Regions from separate parts of the Anser cygnoides genome. Here region 2 is linked to region 1. The links are chromatin contacts, called in public Hi-C maps. All regions are on one chromosome and are shown on one strand. The core of a region is the stretch at or near the end of the contact, and the rest is flanking DNA. Distances in the headings are between cores, read along the strand shown.

Region 1 (2,924 bases), core at 336-2,835:
CTTTGCTGAAAACCTCCATGCAAAGACTGAGATTCTTGTCAGGACACCTTCAAGAAAACTGCCGTACTGAACCAAGCTCAAAGTTGGCTCGAAACCTCTTGGACAACGCGGTGGAGTGCACTGCCCTTGCATCTGACTCATGGAAAAGAGCTGCCCCATACCACCCGAGAGCAAAGTGCTTTACAAACAGCATGAGACCATGCCTAAACCCTTAGATAGCAAGAGATGTAAGACCACAGGAAGCATTGACTTTTCCACACTGGGAATGTGGAAGCTCCTCCATTTGTTTTGTGCTGTGAACCAACAGGCCAACAGACTGCTGCCAGTAAATCCAAATGCTGTCATCACAGCGGCTGCCCAGGAGCACAGAGGTGTGGGTTAATAGAACCTGCCAAAGCCAAGCACATAAAGAACTTCATCAAAATACGTCAGTGCATCAGACATCCATTTGCTTTCAATACTAAGGATAAACAAAGGTCACGCTGTCACCAGATCACAGAAGCTTGCTGGGCTTGATGCTATTTTTTGCTGAGTTGCTCAAGAATTAGAGAATAGCTGGCAATTTCATTCACAAATATTTGCACTCCTAACGGGGCAGTGGAAGCATGGATGACTGGAAAAGACATGGCTGTTCTACATCTGGGGAGGAGACAAATGATCTCTAAAGCTACCAGGCAGCATTTTTGCTGTCTCTTTGTTAGGAAACTTTCTGTTAGAGTGACATACAGAGCTGAAAGCCTCTACTAAAATGTGTTTGGCATCCAGCTCCAGCTTCTGGGTCTATGGTCCAGCATGGTCCACCTAGAAAGTGGCTACCAAAAGGAACCAGAGGCAGCAGCTGTGCTGCCTGCCTGCTCAGGAGCTCTGTGCACTCTGGGGCAGTGCCTGCTGCATTGGGAAGTCCCGTCCTTTTTCTCATCATCCAAAAGTTCAGCAATAGCAATCTGCATGCCTTGCTTGGCAGCCGTCCCAGTAGCACAAGAGCACTCTGTGATGGACTCTCTGGTTTCTAGGCTTGGATGACTACTTCTTAGACTTTCTAACAGCAACTTTTCATGCTGTCATTTCAAGCCATTTCATGGCTTATAGACACAACGGCACTGCAGATGAAATAGTAGGCATAGTCTTTTCAAGGGTCCCTTAGACCTGATCAGGAGTTTTAAGCTCTCCTTCTTTAAGATATATGGACCCCCCCAAGGAAGAATGGATTTTGAACCTCTGCTCTCAGACATATCTCCTTTTAACATGTGGAGTTCCAAAAGCAATGACAGATTAGAAACTCATGCCAAAGTCGCTGAAGCATTTAATAGAGCCCAAGGAAGCTAGTGTCAATCTTTCCTTTGTCCAGAATTACTTTAACAGAAGTATGCGACCTCTTCGAACTCTCTCTATGGCTCGTGTGAAATGAAATCTAACCTAAGTGCGGTAATCTGGGGGCATTAAATTACGTTTAACCTAAATCGTTAACAGTTGTTGATTCTCCACGTTGTAATTACATTGGCTACAAACGGGATCGAGTCCACAGCGCGGAGGAGACGTCAGTGGGGTGACTGGGAACTGACAGGCAGCAGCGCCAATCCCCGGTGCCGGGCTGGGAGGGCTCGGCAAGGGAGGGGGGCTCCGCACATATGTCCAGAAATTGCTGCAGTGGATGGCTTGGCTCGGCTCTCGCTGCTATTTAAAGGCACATGAGCTGCATGTTAAATTGAGCATTAGTATTTGCCTGGCTCGCCGGCTTACAGCTGGTTTGGTGGCGCTGTACAGCTCTCTTGTTGGGGGGCTGAGGACAAAATGAAGGCAGGAGCTGTAAGCACAGAAATTTTAGGACATGAGGGGCTAATTCCTACTTCTCATCTTGAGTGTTTCGTCAGGGCAACCCCCTGAAACAGAACGGCATTAGCAAATTAAGAGCATAGTTTGCCACTGTGCTTTGAGTTGCCAAGAAATGCCTGGTTTCTTCCACGAAGAGCCTGCTCAGATAAACCTCTCTACTTTTCGTGGAAGATAAGGAGGAGCGTTTGCAAGCAGAGGATTTGCCTGTTGCCTAGCCTGACCAGCCAGCCGGGGTGCCCGTTGTCAGCAGCTATCCCAGTGCTGCAGGAGGCGGGTGTAAAGCCTCAGGACACCTTTCCTACTTACTGTAGGGAAAAAAAAAAAAGTGGAATCTGTTAAATCCATAAATTGCTGTCTAAAATACCTATCAGCTCACTAACAAACTATTACCAAAAGGTTTTAAAATGCTAGTGAATGAGACAGGAACCACAGCACAAAGAAACTGAAGCTGCGCCTATACTAGCAAATGAAATGTGCCTGGGGCCATTCCCTGGCACTGAGGCCGGTTGGCAAGGAGCAGCCTGCATCCATAACATTAACCTCTCTTACCCTCCAAAACAGGGTGGTCGCATGGAAACTGGTGCTGGGAACAGTCCCTGGCCCACCGTGCTTCTGAACCCTACCCAGAAACAGGGCAGGGGAGAGGTGGCTGGCACCGGCCCACGTGCCAAGAACCGTGCCACAAATTTCACCGTGGGGAGGACGGGGAGTGCTCGGGGCACCCCGGTGCTGTCAAACCTCGTGGTGTTGAGTGAATTCCAGCCTCTGCTATGGACAAGAAAAATCTCACAGTGAATGAGAGCAGCTCCACCCTTTTATGCTCTTGGTTAGGAGCACAAGAACATGTAAGACATGTACTTTGCCCTGAAAGCCTTGCTGGCAGGAGTCACAGCCCTTGTGCCATGGGTGGGCGCACACCTCCTCTGCAGTGCAGATGTGTCTATCTGTGCCAAAGAGGAGCTATTTAATTTAATTTAATTTTATTTTAGAAATATAGTGTTTTGTATGACTTTTGTGGGTTTTTAAGGCTTTGTGTTCCTGTAATTGTTACGTTAATGTTTCGCCTTCTGAAATTTCTGATCCATACTTTC
Region 2 (3,072 bases), core at 501-3,000, 64 kb before region 1:
TACCCCAAATCAAACCAAAGCTTCCAGCTGGTTCCAAAAATTTGGATAGGGAGTTTGGCAGAGTTCTGGCTGTGTACGTGACAGGTGATCCAGCTTTAAACCAGTACTTTACGGAGCCCGAAAGCACAGAGACCACAGCTATGGTTCCTGCAGTGACCCTGTTAGGATGCAGCCTATCCTTTGAAGTTGTGCTCATTTTTCCAAATACCGATCTTTAACTGCATGATCTGATTTTTTACACCGAAATCCAACTCCTGAACGCCCTAAGCGACGCCTTCAGACATTTTTTTGGTCAGGGAAGGTTTTATGGTATACACGAGCCGGGTAGACACGAGAGATTCTTATTTGTCAGATGAGGAAATACAGTTATTTATTGTCTAGGAGCTGCGTCGCAGCAGAGCTGACTCAAGATCTTAAGACCAGCGGGAACAGCCCCGTTCAGCTCGCACTGCTCGGTTCAGCGTATGAACAGCTGTTTTTAGCAGGCTTAGCATCAAACCTGTGACTCCTCTTTGGGCCACGACCAAGGCCGCGACGAGCGAAGCCCCAGCCGACCTAAGGCTGACTCAGCCCTTCCCTGGGAGGCTGAGACGCCGGCTGACGACTCCCCACACCCTCTGCAGGGGGTCTCGGGGCCAGGAGCCTCCCCTGCGCCCCGGCACGGCGGGGAGCAGCGGCCCGGGGCTGCGCCTTCCCCCGGCCCCGGGCGGAGCGGGGCCCCCGCCCTGAGATGGCGGCCGGCGCCGTGCGCCCGCGGGGGCCGCTGCTGCGAGCGGGGCAAACCCCGCGGCCGCCACCTCCACCGCCGCCACCTCCGGGGGCCGGGCAGGGCCGGGCCGCGGAGCTGCGAGACCCCGGCGGTCCCCTGCGAGGCTCGGCCGCGGCGGGCAGCGCCGGCCTGGGGCAGGGTCCGGCGGCGCCCCCCGGGACGGAGCTACTCACCGCAGCGGCGGGGCCGCGGCCGGGCTCCGCGCAGGTGCTTTCCTCTCAGCGGGAAGCGGAGCGGGCCGGCGGCCGGGCGGGAGGCTCCATGGCCGGCGGGAGGCAGCTCCGGAGCCGCCGCCAATCACACGGCGGACGAAGAGGGAACCGGCGCTGGGGCCTCCCCGCCCCGCTCGGCCCGGCCCCGGCCCCGGCCCCGGCCCCGGGCTCTGCGGGTTCCCCGTCCCGTCCCGTCCCGTCCCGTCCCGTCCCGCACACCGAGGCGAGGACGAGGCTGGTCCTTACCGGGGCTTGCCTGGGCTGTCCTCGAAAAGCCCTGGCGATGGTGGTCTGGTGGTCTGCTCCACTGCTCCGTGGCCTTCTCCTTCGGAAAGGCTTTCATGCTGTCTGATTAGATGTCTACTTTTGCAGGATTAGCCTCTTACTTGTCTTATCCCCCCACACTCCCTCTTTTTTTATTTTTTTTCCTTTTTTTCCAGCTACTTTTTATTTGAAGGCGCTGGATTCTTGCTTTTCTGCTAGCCTCTCATCTCCAGGCCCCGCACCCTGTCTCTCTGCCTTTTGGTCGTCTTCCTCAGCCCCCTGGCGATTCCTGTAGCCTGCCCCTGGGCTCCTGCCAAAGGGGCCGCATCGGCTTTGGAAGGCGCTGCTCTGAACTGGACATCGTAGTACTCCAGCTACGGCCTTGCCAAGGCTGCCCGCAGCAGGAGTATTAATTCATCAGCCTTCCAGAGCCAGGACTCAAAATGCAGCACAGGCATAACCGTTCACTTCCAACTCAAACAAACAGCACCCCGTCACAACCCGTTCGCTCCCCTGGCTGCTGCCTGTTCGGCTCTGAAAGGAGCTGAGCATTTGTATCTCCTCACCTCTGCTTTGAAACGGATAACAAAATTATTTCAGTGGTTGTACCGAGACCTTTTCTGACCTTGATCTTGCAATGAGACTCAGAGGTGAACTCTGTGTGGCAAACAGCCCACATGCTTGCCCTGAACGACATGCTGACGGAAGGTGACATCTTCAGGGAGTGCTTGACAAGCCCATAGATTTCCACACAGGCTATAAAAGGGAATCTGAATTTTCTGTGTGCACTGTGTTAACCTCCATAGAGCGAAAAATATCAGAAGGGAATAACTAGTGTGTTCCTGTGTGTTCCTTGTACAGATGCTATTGTAAAAGTTTGGATAATTGTCGTTATAACAGTGGAGTTCTTTTGACTTAAAAAATCATTTGCATGACAACACTAAGAGTTGTAATACCAGCCTGAAGCAGAAAGTAATTCAGAAACAATAGTATAAACATGCAGTTTCAAAATTAATGTGTTACACTGAACAGTGGCTAAATGAAAGCGTAACTATTTCAGCTTCAAGTTCCCTTTTTACAAAGCTGGAGGCAAAATGAAAACCTTTAACAACCTTCACATGACGTGCTTGCAGCACAGGGGAAACACGGTGAAGATTCACTGACTTTGTGCTTGGTTTTCCTGGTACAATTGGTAATATTTGTCAGAGAAGTTCAGCTTTGCACAGCACGTGTATTGCTGAATGCTTTAAAATAGATTAGAAAACCTTATCAAATAGGAAGCCTCTTTTTTGTTGTTGTTGGCTGGGTCCCCAGATGGATCACTCCAGGAACAGAAATACAGCCAGTTTGGCTACTAATCCTGTTAAAATCCATGGACTTTATTTGGCGATGCACAAACATATGGAGATTTAAGCAGATGAATAAAAAAGACCTTCATTTGTCAAAAGACAAATACAGAGGGAATAATTTACAGCCTGAGCAAATGACACGTTTCATGTGTCACTTCAGCCAGAATTGTATAAAATATTTTTAAATAGCTATAAATCAACATAATGCTATTTGCAATGAAAGAATAAATTATTGTCTATATTCTATTTGAGAAAAGGAGGTAAAATATTTTGTAAGGTGTTATAGAAAAACTGAAAATCTTTGTCATTTCAGGATTTAGAAGCTTAATAATTTTTTTTTTTTCAGTTAATTTTCAGCTCCTATATAAGCAGCACACTTACTGCCCTTTGTGGCAAGTACGGGCTTTCCTGTTACCAAGCGTGCTCTCTTTATAGGTTGCATAGTCTTTAGAAATATATATTTTAACATTATTTTATT

The links. A called contact is a pair of places that touch in the nucleus more often than the background predicts.
Region 2: a Hi-C map of liver shows a contact between it and region 1, with 4 times the contacts expected there. The contact joins the promoter of PIK3CG here to the enhancer-like site in region 1. A contact is called at or near these places in 2 of 7 Hi-C or Micro-C datasets (both in liver).

The regions. Positions count from the first base shown.
Region 1 is chr1:15,184,147-15,187,070 of Taihu_goose_T2T_genome, reverse strand. No RefSeq gene overlaps it. Among named protein-coding and RNA genes, the nearest start is that of CCDC71L, 39 kb to the left of the region's middle. Within about 2 kb of position 1,585, at least 3 of the 3 cell types and tissues checked have open chromatin away from gene starts, as enhancers often do. A contact at or near this core is called in liver, where this site is marked.
Region 2 is chr1:15,247,894-15,250,965 of Taihu_goose_T2T_genome, reverse strand. It overlaps PIK3CG (phosphatidylinositol-4,5-bisphosphate 3-kinase catalytic subunit gamma), which reads right to left and starts at 1,750. Exons shown (of 11, transcript XM_013190757.3): 1 at 1,228-1,750.